Linked DNA regions of Rattus norvegicus: all the other regions are linked to region 1. The links are chromatin contacts, called in public Hi-C maps. All regions are on one chromosome and are shown on one strand. The core of a region is the stretch at or near the end of the contact, and the rest is flanking DNA. Distances in the headings are between cores, read along the strand shown.

Evidence for each region. Hi-C and Micro-C count contacts between places; a contact is called where the count stands out from the background.
Region 2: a contact with region 1 is called in a Hi-C map of prefrontal cortex, with 2.7 times the contacts expected there. The contact joins the promoter of Dmac2l here to the promoter of Map4k5 in region 1. A contact is called at or near these places in 9 of 12 Hi-C or Micro-C datasets (the A7r5 cell line, Schwann cells, frontal cortex and 4 more).
Region 3: a contact with region 1 is called in a Hi-C map of kidney, with 5 times the contacts expected there. The contact joins the enhancer-like site here to the promoter of Map4k5 in region 1. A contact is called at or near these places in 9 of 12 Hi-C or Micro-C datasets (the A7r5 cell line, Schwann cells, frontal cortex and 4 more) and 1 of 1 datasets of contacts at active chromatin or transcription factors (oligodendrocytes).

Annotation. Positions count from the first base shown.
Region 1 is chr6:94,110,712-94,114,693 of GRCr8, reverse strand. It overlaps Map4k5 (mitogen-activated protein kinase kinase kinase kinase 5), which reads left to right and starts at 1,751. Exons shown (of 32, transcript NM_001192016.2): 1 at 1,751-2,102. The coding sequence starts at 1,995. Atl1 (atlastin GTPase 1) reads right to left here and starts at 1,470. Exons shown (of 15, transcript NM_001009831.2): 1 at 1,407-1,470.
Region 2 is chr6:93,939,666-93,943,647 of GRCr8, reverse strand. Dmac2l (distal membrane arm assembly component 2 like) reads right to left here and starts at 1,950. Exons shown (of 5, transcript NM_001007749.1): 1 at 1,640-1,950. It overlaps L2hgdh (L-2-hydroxyglutarate dehydrogenase), which reads left to right and starts at 2,114. Exons shown (of 10, transcript NM_001108028.1): 1 at 2,114-2,275. The coding sequence starts at 2,136.
Region 3 is chr6:93,960,354-93,964,335 of GRCr8, reverse strand. Cdkl1 (cyclin dependent kinase like 1) reads left to right here. Exons shown (of 9, transcript NM_001025121.1): 8 at 123-278; 9 at 2,264-3,047. The coding sequence ends at 2,371. Among named protein-coding and RNA genes, the nearest start is that of Dmac2l, 21 kb to the right of the region's middle. Within about 2 kb of position 1,950, at least 2 of the 93 cell types and tissues checked have an H3K27ac peak or open chromatin away from gene starts, as enhancers often do. A contact at or near this core is called in kidney, where this site is marked.

The sequences.
Region 1 (3,982 bases), core at 502-3,001:
CTAGACAAAGGATCAATGGTCCCTTTTTGACTCTAAACTTGGAAGGCTGTTCTCCCCTTACACAACACCCACCCTCCAAGTTGACTTGACTATCCTGGGGCCATTGTGGTGAAAGCCTTCAACCCATGAATGTTCCACAATGGCCCTAGTCGCAGAGTGGATAAGGTGGTTTTGACTACATGATCAACATAAATCCATGACAGTAAACAAGTACTAAGATACCAATAGAACAGTTGAAGAGATTTTGAGTCATCGAAGCCAAAAATATGTGCCCACCAAAACAAGTGCCAAGAAGCTTTGAAAGAAGGAACTGTTCTTCAACCTTTTTTTTTCAATGCAGCACACACACAGGCTTTGTCCCTGGAGCATGTAAGTCTGGGCTTACTTATGTTCCCTAAATAAGTGCTCTTTGTGTGTGGAACACAAGAAAATGCATATATTCTCTATTCTGTTAAGGTGTTACTTGGATTCTTTAGTTATTAGCTATAAGAAGTATATTTCTCAAAACAGAATTAGATTGTGTCTGGAGTCACGTGTCACCTGAAATTTGTTCTGTTGTAATTTTATCTATTTTTTCAATTTCTCCTAAATTTTTATTTAACTTTGTGTTTTGGCTGCATGTATGTCTGTACACCATATGCATACCTGGTGCCTACACAGGCTAGAAGAGAGTGCTAGACCTCCTCCAGCCCACTCTGGACCCCTGCTTAGAGTTAACAGAAGTGAGCTGCCATGCAGGTGTTGGCAATCAACCCAGGTCCTCTGAGGAACAGCCAGTGTTGTTAACCACTGAGCCATCTTTCCAGTCCTTATCTAGTTTTTCTACTGAAAATCTCTGCAGGACTCTAGAAATAACTTTACCTATATACATAAAATTGGTGACTTCATTTCTACGTTAAGAACAAGATTGGGACTCAAATCACAAAACAGACCAAAACATTAACCAAATCACTTCTCACAACTCCTGCCCAATATTCTGGGCATGGTTAGGCATCTTACAGTTTATAATCCTCTTTACAATGCTATAAAATGGTTTACAAACATCTCGGGTGTCAAATGCAAAACCTACCCTCTTCCAGGGACTGATAAGGACACTCAGATGTTGCCAAGGACGCTTTGTCCCAGATCACCTACTTTGGAACCAGACTCAGGCAAAGGTCCCTAGCTTGGCTTTAGCATCTCCAGAACTCCTAGTCCCATTAAAGATGCAATATTGTGGCGATGCCCAGAAACCACAGGAACTTCGTAGGAATTGGGGTTTTCAAAAATGTCTCGGGAAACCCCGGTCCAGCCTCAGAACTGGTACCACCGGGAACAGTGTGTGGAACAGGACGGTGCAGTCGGGTGTGCCGGCGTTTAGTTAACCCGGCACTCCCCCACCTCCTGCCCGGACGGACTCAGTTTACCTTGACTGAATGGAAGTAGGAGGCACCGCTTCCGAGGCCTGCGCACAGGCCCTCCTCCTCTAGTCCTGCCGGCAACTGGACGAATCCTGGCCGTGCCTGGGCGGGTCAGACGCCGCACGAATGCCTTGGGCGCCCCGCAAGCAGCTAGGAGGCGGGGCCGGCGGCGGCGAGGGTGTCGTGCACTCGGCGGGCCTCAGGGCGGCACTCTGGGCCCGCGGCCTGCGCTCTCGGGCGGGCCGGGCTCGATCCGCGCCGGCCGCGAACGTGTCTCCCGGTGACGCAGCCGCGGGTGGGGAACGTGGTGCGGCGGCAGCAGCGACTGTGCGCACGGCCGTCTCGGAGAAGACGCGGGTCTCCGACCCGGCGCTCAACAAGGAAGGAACAGCCTCTTCGGTACGGCCCGCGCGGGGCCTGGCGGGGCCAAGGAGGCCCGGAGGCTGCCGGGGTCGCGCCCCGTGACGCCCCCGCGCTCGCTCTCGCCGGTGCAGGCGCAGCTGCGGGCTGAGGCTCCATGTTGGGAAGCGCCGCGCACCCTCGTTAGCGGGATACGGGTGCCACAGGCAGAGCCCCGGGCTGGGCGCAGCGAAGATGGAGGCCCCTCTGAGGCCTGCCGCCGACATCCTGAGACGGAACCCGCAGCACGACTACGAACTGGTGCAGAGGGTCGGCAGCGGCACCTACGGGGACGTGTACAAGGTGAGGCCCGGCCTGCAAGCTTGGGGCGTCCCCGGGATGCGCCGGACCACAGAGTCCGGCCAGGAAGTGGCCCGGACCCCGCGGCTGCGTTCCGAGCACCCTGGGTTCCCCATCGATTCTAACGCTACCGACCGGCAGACTTAACCGCACCTTCCAAACCACCGCTGAGCTTTTTTGTGGTTTTAAGGCGTACTTATGGTATTGAAGTTACTCTGAAGGATGTTCTGGTGTTAACGTGGAGAAAAAAAAAAATGCTCCGCGGAAGGCTGTAGATAGGAAAGAATATTGTAAATCTAGGCATTTGCACTCTAAATTATTGTTATGGGTGAACTTGACTTTAAAAATCTCTGTGGAACCGAGCTCTAAATTGTAACTCTAAGTAATCTGGTTCTGGAGTAAAAGGATTTGTGTGTAAACATGACGGCCTGTAGGAAGATGTCTTTGAGGACCCGGTGAGCTGGCTCTGGATATAAAGGCCCTTAGAGCCAAGCCTTAGGTCCCTAGAACGGTCCCCGGATTCTCCCGGTGGTGGAAGCAAGTTGTCGCCTGACCTCCACCCCCCTCCCCCCAAAAAAAAAAACCCCAGTAAATAAACAAAGTGTAATTAAGTTTAAACAAATTCAAAGAAAGATGTTTTTCACCTGGCAGAAGTTTAAGCATTTGTATCTGGTTGATAATAATGAGTATAGGGGTTGGGAATTTAGCTCAGTGGTAGAGCGCTTGCCTAGCAAACGCAAGGCCCTGGGTTCGGTCCCCAGCTCCGAAGAAAAAAAAAAAAAAAGATAATAATGAGTATGACTTAATGGGGTTTTCCGACTCCAGTAAATTCCTTTCTTTGGGATTTATAGTATTCCATAATCATGAGTGGATAATTGCTGCTATCCTTTTTACTGGTCTCTTATATTAAGACAAATAATAAATATGTAATCTGCCATTACACAACAACAACAACAAAAAAAACAACAATTTAAAAAAATGCCATAGCAAAGCAAACCAATTTCTTAAATCGGCTAAGTTTTTGAAGGGTTCAGAGGAAGACACTGTTCAATATTCCCTTGTGGCTTTTGTTCTTTGTTCCAAAGGGGCAGAGTTAGTGCAGTTCCTTATGGGTATTAAGAAAAAAGCGTATTTCCCTCTTGCAGCAGCTTGATATTTTGACCTATGTATCAGTACGTTCCAAACAGCAGTCTGCATCGAGCCCTAAGTGTCTCATGAGTAATCGCTTGATTCCACTGAAGTATGTTGATTTGCACAGGTGCTATGCAAGGAAAAACATCTCTTTTCTCTGCTTGTTTTTGAGTGAGTTTTTGCTAGTAGTAGTCCCTTGGGGTGTTTGATTCTGAGGGGAGGGCTCTGGGTAGGCTTTTTACCTCATAAGATCAGGCACTTGGGCCCAACCAGACACTGTTCTAGAAACAGAGCTGTGCAACAGTGAGCAAGGTCCTTACTCTGGCCTTGAGTGCCTTTGATGCAAAGTACTCAGTTATAAGGGAATCCCCTTCCTAATATAAAATTAGTGGTCGTTAGCACAAACTTGTTTATTTGCTCATCACCCATTTTAGGAAATGCTTGCTCTTTAAAAAAAGAAACTCCTGTTTGCCTTCTTGGTCCCATTTTAAATCATCTTTGTCTTATGATTCACTGTAAGTTAGACCAGTTCAGTTCCGTTCATGGTAATTATACAATACTCTAAATTCTAGTTCTTGTTCCACCCTACCCCTTTTCCCCCTACTAAGGAAAATTTAAAGGGAATATTTCCCCCACAAGGATGTTGCCAAGACCTCCACGGTTTTCTTCACAGAGTAACAACCAGAGCAGCTCCCTGGAAGTAGGAATCCTTCCCTAGGAAAGCAATGTTTACGTTAAAAGGACAGCTGACT
Region 2 (3,982 bases), core at 701-3,200, 170 kb after region 1:
CATATTGTGATATTAATGGTAACATGGCATGTTGGGAAGAGACAAGAAAGGGGAGTTTGTGGTTTAACAGTGATGTGCTTGGGTTGAGTTGACAAGAGGTCAACTGTATTAGTTTTTGGTCAAATTGACAGTAGGTAGAATCATCTAGGAAGAGGGAATTTTAATTGAGAAAACTCTTCCATATGACAGGTAAGATTGTGGGGCACTTTCTTGGTTGATGATTCACTGTGGGTGGTGCCATCCCTGGGCAAGTGGTCTTGAGGTAGACAAGTAAACAAACTGGGCAAGCAGTAAGCAGCACTCCTCCACGGCCTCTACTTCAGTCCCTGCTCCCACTTCCCCTCACAATGGACTACAAGCTGTAAGTGAAACAAACCCTTTCCTTCTGAGTGGCTTTTGGTCATGATATTTACCACATCAAAAGCGAACTGTTTGAGAGCCCACAGTTACACTGAATTTAAGCTACAACCACCCATGCTATTTCTATGTGACGAAATGAATAAACAGGGAATGCTGTTTCTTCCCCGCCAATGAGACAAAGTATCTGGTACTGCTCATGAAATAAATCAATCGAAAATGATAAAAAGCTAATGGTTTGCCGAGCTCCACATCTGACGAATCTTCTCATAGGCACTATTATCTGCTCAAGGGCACTCCAGACAGAAGAGTGTCTGGGGGAAGATGAGCCTGAGCCACCTACTGGCTGGAACCAACCTTCAAACCGGCAAGGCCTTCAGCAACAGTTTGTCCCTAAAGATGAAGAACTACCATCAAGCACAGAATGCACTGGTATGGTGACAAAGAATCAGAGCTTCAGAGTTATAAGGCCTTTTAAGTGACAACATAGCTCTCATTTTTACAGTAGAGGAAACACAAGTAAGTGCCTTGCTCTGTGAGTGGCTGTCCTGAGGCAAGGACATTTAAAACCGTATCTTACTTAGTCCAGTGATTAGGGAAAGGTTGGGCCAGGAAACCAGCATGGGACTGACCTCTGCATGTATGTAACACTTGTGTTGCTTGGTTTTCAAGTGGGACAAGTGGATCTGTCTCTGACACTGTCGCCTGCCTCTGGGACCCTTTCCTCCTTCTGGGCCCACCTTGTCTAGCTTCTGTAGGAGAGAATGTGCCTAGTCTTATATGTGCAACTTCATATACCAGGGCTGGTTGATATCCATGGGAAGACTCCCTATTCTTAAGAGACTAGTGGATGGGTTCGGGGTGGGGTTGAGAGTGAAAGAAAGGACTGAGAGAAGGGAAGGATAACTGTGGCAGGGATGTAAAGTAAATTAATATATTTTTTAAAAGAAAGAAAATAAAAGTTTGGGGCTAGAGAGATGGTGCCATGGTTAAGACTGCTAACTGTTCTTACCTGAGGACCTATACGGCTCACAGTTGCTCAAAAACTTCCAGTTCCAGAGGATCCCTTACTCCCTTTCCTGGTCTCTACGAACTCCTGCACACAGCTGTTGCAATAAGCTCATATAGGCATATACATAAGTCAATAACAAAAACAAACAAACAAACAAACCACTAAATGATGACCATGATGACCGGGACCGAGCTGTCTACTTCCATCCAGCGCCTAGCTCAGGGCCTAATATTTACAGGCTGAGTCAGTGGTTAAATGAACGACACTAACCAGGAGACCCACGAAGAGCCCAGAAACCTGCGGGCTACCAGTCCGGTAGTGACAGGGAGCGGCAGGAGGTGGCTTAGCCCCCGGCTCCCGGGCCAGAGCGTTGCCAACTGACCAGGAGGCGTGGCCGAAGGAGAGGTCGCGGGAGCCAGAGGTGACCCCGCCACGCCCGGCCTTCTGTGGCGGAACGGCGCCGGCGTCCAGTCAAGCCTGTGCTGGCGGAGGCTCGGGAGAGTGGAACCACCACCCGGTCCCTGCCTCCGCCCTCGTTCCTCTACTCACGGCGTGCGGCGTCCCTGCGTCGAGCCGGCCCGTCGCCCTCTACCTTTTCCCTCCACCGCGCTCGCCCATTGGCCAGCGGAGGCCACGCCCACGTTGTGCCAAAGCACTGTTTCATTGGCTCTCGCTTGGGGGCGGGGCTGAAGAGCGGCGCGCTGCACCCTTAGAGTCCGTTCAGGCTGCCACTGCTAAGGTTGAGGAAGAGGAGGCGGTGTAGACCATGTGGCCGACTCTGCGTTATGTGGGAGGTGTCTGCGGACGGATTGGGTGCAGCGTTGCTGGGGGCTTCCTCCGCGCTAGCGGGCCGGTGTCCGGGGTGCTCGGGCTACTCTGCAGGGGTGGTCGCAGCTCCAGTACCAGGTAGGTGAGAGGCGGCGGCCTGCACTCGCTGCTCCCCTCAGAGGTGTCTCCAACTGAACCTGTGTCCCTCCTCGATGTCTCTGTCCACAGCGACGAAGTCTTGATTCTGTGCTCCAGCCTCGAATTCCAGAAGCTGCTGACCTGCAGGGTTCGTCCACAGTGTTTGTGGGACATAGGAAAGGCAGTGTTGAGTGGAAGTCAGGAGCCAATCTGGCTCCGAATACATATCTATCTCCTCTATTTCTTAACCACTGTGGGTGAGTGGTGAATAGGATCCTAGTCTGGCCGCTAGGTGGTGGTTTTAAGGTTAAAAAGACCCAGCATACTGCAAATATAAGTATGCTGTTTCTTAGCTAGCATCCCGTGTTGCTTGGAAAATCCAGAACTTGGCTTCAGTGGGTCAAGTTCCTTGCACACATTAGAGTTGTCCTCATGAGAAGCAACTCAGTTGACCACCGTGGGCTGCCTTGGCAAATACAGTTTTCTGTGTGAAAGCTTTACAGGGGAAGTTTTTGATTGTTTGAGGCAAGGTGAGCTGTGCGAATGGATTTAGTGGCAGATAGAGGTGTGGAAAGACTCTGGAGAGGGGCGCCTTGCTTTTGTTTAAGCCACATCAAATTTTAGTCTAATGGTCATGCTAAATGGTAGTGGTTTGTTTTCCTTTGAAACTAGGTTTCCCTATTTAGCCCTGTAGATCAGGCAGACTCCAATGTCTCAAGCGATCAACCTGCCCCTCCTTTCCAAGCGCTGGAATTAAAGGCACATGCCACCCCACCTCTCCCAATCTTCCTCTCCCCTCCCCTCCCCTCCCCTCCCTTCTCCATCTTCCTCCCTTTTTCCCTTCCCCTTCATGCCTGTTTCTGACTGTCTTTCCACATAGGGCCTCTCTTTGTATCCTGGCTGTCTTGTCAACCAGGCTGGCCTTGAACTCAAAGATTTTCCTGTGTCTTGTCTCCACCTTGCTGGGATTAAAGGTGTGTATCACCACTGCCTCCAGGGGAGATAGGGTCTCTTAAGGTGATTGGTTGGTCAGCAAGCACGAGGGATCTGCCTGTCTCCCTGCCCTGACCCCAAGGTTACATGGGTTGAACAATGCCTTTACATAAAGGTGCTTTCTATACAAACTCAGGTCCTCATGTGTATGTACACCAAGCACTTTACCAATTAACCATTTTCCTATCCCAATTTTTTTTCTTTTTTCTTTTTTTTTTCAGAGCTGGGGACCGAACCCAGGGCCTTGCGCTTACTAGGCAAGAGCTCTTCCACTGAGCCAAATCCCCAACCCCCCCAATTTTTTAAATACTGATTATTTTGAAACAATTGTAGACCCTTAGAAAGTTGCAAAAATTATAATAGGTTTATGTCGCCTTCCTCCTGTCCCACCATTCACCCTAGTGTTAGCATGATACAACAGCCAAGTCAGAAAACTAATATTAATGCATACATGTTCATGTTTTATCACCTTTACATGCATGCTGTATGTTCTATGTATAGCTCTATCCAGTTTAATCATATTTTGTGTCATCTCAATGGGCATAGAAATGTTCCATTGTGGACCTGGGTACAGTGCTCACCAAGATGGCAGGCCCAGCTATTAGTCAGCTCTTGAGACTCAAAGATGAACCCTGACAGCTGCACACAGCTCTGCCAGACCCTGAGCTACAGCGACTGCCCTGGTAGCAGCATGAATGAACAGTAATTGCCAAG
Region 3 (3,982 bases), core at 701-3,200, 150 kb after region 1:
CACAGAAATTTTAAACACCTCAGAAAAAAATTAAAAATAAATGAAAGTGCTTAGTCTTTCAAAGAAGTAAAATGTATGCTATGGCAACTTCAAAGGTGTAAAGGGATTTTCTGTGCTTTCAGGGCTGCCTCCACATGGACCCTGCTGAGAGGCTGACATGTGAACAGCTATTGCAGCATCCGTATTTTGACAGCATTCGAGACGTTGGGGAATTGGCAAGACCACATGACAAACCAACAAGGAAGACCCTGAGACAGAGTAGAAAGCACTTGACTGGGGTAAAACTGCCTTACAGTAACATGCAAGCTTACAGTTTCAAATGATCTCGTACCTGTTACCTGGTACTGAGCTGGGACCTGGGTTTAGTGACAACTGTGGCTTATCGTCCCAGAATCCTCAGTCCAGAAACAGGAGACAGGTCATCTGAATTATCAACCAGGGCCTCAGAGACATTTGCTTAAGGCTCTCCCCTGAGTCCTACCTAAAGTTGTCCTTACCATGCTTCTTGATGCTACACAGGAGCCAAGATGTCTGAAATACATGAACTTAGGCTGCAGGCTAGTATACCATGTGTGTTCAGCTGAACATGTTTCTCATACATTGGAGAACGAAATAAGATTAATCCAAAGTAGACCTTTGTCATGTTACCCCCAGTGTTAGCACTGAAGGTTTCTCCCCAAATGGAACTGTTTCCTTTCTGCATCGTCAGTTGGTGAAGACAAACACAGTGACAAGGGCCTGCAGGATGGCCCCTTTAACCACAGAACAGGATCCCGCTGCGTACTTGGATCAGTGAAGAGTCCTGACTGGTGTAGTGGTTACACAGCCCTAAATGGCAATAATAATCAAGACTCTAGTTGAACCATAGCTAAGATGGGTTGGCTGTTCTTGATCACTTTTGGATCCATGCAGAAACTTAAGCTTTGGTTTATCCTGCCTTTGTGTCTTAGTTACTCCTCTGTCATTTTGAAGAGATGCAATGACTAAGACCATTTACAAAAGAAAGCATTTAATCTGGGGCTTGTTTAGTTTCAGAGATGAGTGCATAACCATCATGGTTGGGAGTACGGCAGGCAGGCAGGCAGGCAGGCAGGGTGTGGAGCAGTAGCTGAGAGCTTACGTTTTATCCACAGGAAGCAGAGAGAGAGAGACTGGCTTGTGCTTCTGAGACAGTAAAGCCCACCCCCAGTGACATACCTGCTCCAACAAAGTCACACCTCTTCACCCTCCCAAACAGTTCTACCAACTAGAAAACAAGCATTCAAAGTCTATGAGCCTATGAGGGTCATCCTCATTCAAACTGCCAGAGTTAATCTTTCCTCTCTAGCCCCAGCTTCCTCAAATAAACACCTGGATGGTGTATGGGTGGTCCAGGCAGGAGAGAGATGGAGAAGGTATTAGGAATAAGTGCTTCCTCAATGTCAGGGCTCTGAGGTGGACCATGGTTATAAAACTGGGAGATGTTTTTTATTCTCTTAACATCTAAGACCCAGTGAGTAAATCAGGCTGAAGTCTCACTCTTTTCCCATTGCTGTGCTACTTCGTGCTCAGGAACAAAGAGACCAGCTGCAAACATTTCTACTGGAAAGAATAAAGAACCTCACTGTTTGCTGTGTTGGAATCCTGAAGGATTGGTAGACTTAAAAGAACTAAAGACTATCTTTTTTCCAAATTCCTTAGGCCCCATGGTACAAGTCAAAAAGTAATAAGCCTGTTCTTGTTTTTATTTGACCTTGACAATTGTTTTTCTGGAAGCTTGAAGGAAGTCTTTAAATTCTCATTTTCTGTCTCTGTCTCTCTGTCTCTGTTTCTCTCTCTCTCTCTCTCTCTCTCTCTCTCTCTCTCACACACACACACACACACACACACACACACGTGTTTTTCTTCTGAGGCGAGGGTTGGGGATTTAAGGTCTCCCACACATAAGCAAGCAGGTTATTAATTAATCCAAGGCACTGGTTGTGCTTTTCTTTGCTTTGCTCTGAGGCAGGCCTCACTATGTGGCCCAGGCTGCTTCCATTGAGATCTTACTGCTTTTGCTCCTGGAGTGCCACCATACCTGGCTTGGATTGTTTTTTTTAAAAATAAAACACACTTTTAAAAGATAGAAACCAAACGGAAACATTTCTCCCTCTCTCATGTTCTGGATTTAGATGGGAAACATTTATCACCAACATTATATTTTGTTTTGTGATGCAGTCATTCTAAGTGATAATGAAGGCCTGACTGAGGTTTGAACCTGATCTTGTGTCTGTGTGTGCAGTTGCAGCACCTGCCTCAGCTAACCAGCAGCAGCGTCCTCCCCGCTCTGGACAGGAAGAAGTACCACTGTGGTACCAGGAACTTTAACTACCACTTTCCAAATATTTAAGGAGCTGGCAGAGTAATGAAGAATTGATCAATAATTTGCAGAAATGTATACATTTGACTCCTGTCTTGACCACACATCAGGAGAAAACACGAACAGGAAGCTGGAGGTTATTTGCCAGGATATGAGGGAAATTCCGGATCCAGACTTCCATGCTTGGTGGAGATGTCCAGAGAAGAGAGCAGGAGCTTGGGACATCTCTGCATCTTCCTTTTCTAAGCAGCAGAGCTTATGGACAGAATATAAACTGTACCTAAGCCCGCAGCTGCAACATTAGATAATGTCAGAAGACCTGGGCTGCAGTTTGCTCTCTGCCACACGCAGAGAGTACATCAAGAAATGTCCTGGGTTGGGGATTTAGCTCAGTGGTAGAGCGCTTGCCTAGGAAGCGCAAGGCCCTGGGTTCGGTCCCCAGCTCCCAAAAAAAGAACCAAAAAAAGAGAAATGTCCTGGGGTTGGGGATTTAGCTCAGTGGTAGAGCGCTTGCCTAGGAAGCACAAGGCCCTGGGTTCAGTCCCCAGCTCCAGGAAAAAAAAGAAAAAAAAAAAAGAAAAAAAGAAATGTCCAGGGTTGGGGATTTGGCTCAGTGGTAGAGCGCTTACCTAGCAAGCACAAGGCCCTGGGTTCAATCCCCAGCTCCGGAAAAAAAAAAAAAAAAAGAAAGAAAGAAAGAAAGAAAGAAAGAAAGAAAGAAAGAAAGAAAGAAAGAAAGAAATGTCCTTATACATTTCTTTAGATGTGCTGCCTCGAGTCCTATCTCCTATGTTGTTTTCAAATCATATTTAAGTATGATTTTAGTCCCTGAAATCAAAATGTTTGTGATTCTATTTCTTGTTTGGTCTTTCTTAATTTTTATGGTTTAAGAATTTTTTTTTAGAATTATCTAAGTTGATCCACATATCTAGAATCATACAGATTACCTTAAAACTTAGCAGTTTTTATGCTTTTATAACTAATAAGATACTTTATCTGTACTCGAAGAAAGGATGCGTCAGGAAAGGAGAGAACAAGCCCCACAGGCCTCACAGAATGTGCAGAATGGACCTGTTAGCCTGACAGCAGTGACCACTTCAGCCTTCAGCTCAGCCTCAGACCTGAGACCATGTAAGGAAAACTCACGCGATGATCTGGGTGTAGACATGGCTGCTTCTGAACTTTGACTTCAATCAGGAAATGTATAAGTTAACTGATGTTGAAGTATCTTAGTACATGTGTATACGTCTGTGAGCACACACTTGGACGTGTATATGTGTGTGTGTGCACGCACGTGTGGAACAACCAATAAGAAAGTGGTTAAAAAATATTGCCAAGGATTCTTAGTTTTAATCAGCGAGACTTAAAATTAAAAAACCTGTGATTTGGTTTACTACTCCTCATAGAAAAGTTTTTCTCCCCTGTCCCTGGACAGGGGCTGTGTTAAGCCCCAGGTCAGTTTCTACGAACACTTCTGGCCAATGTGCTGCTGGCTCACAGGAGTTCTTAGCCATGGATTTCAAGGCTCTGTTTCACTGTACCTTCGGAATGCTTCTTCTGTACTCTCGTTCCTCGATCAACTTCATGGCATCACTTGCTGCTATGTGGTTCACTAAATCCTATCATCTGTTCAATATTCTT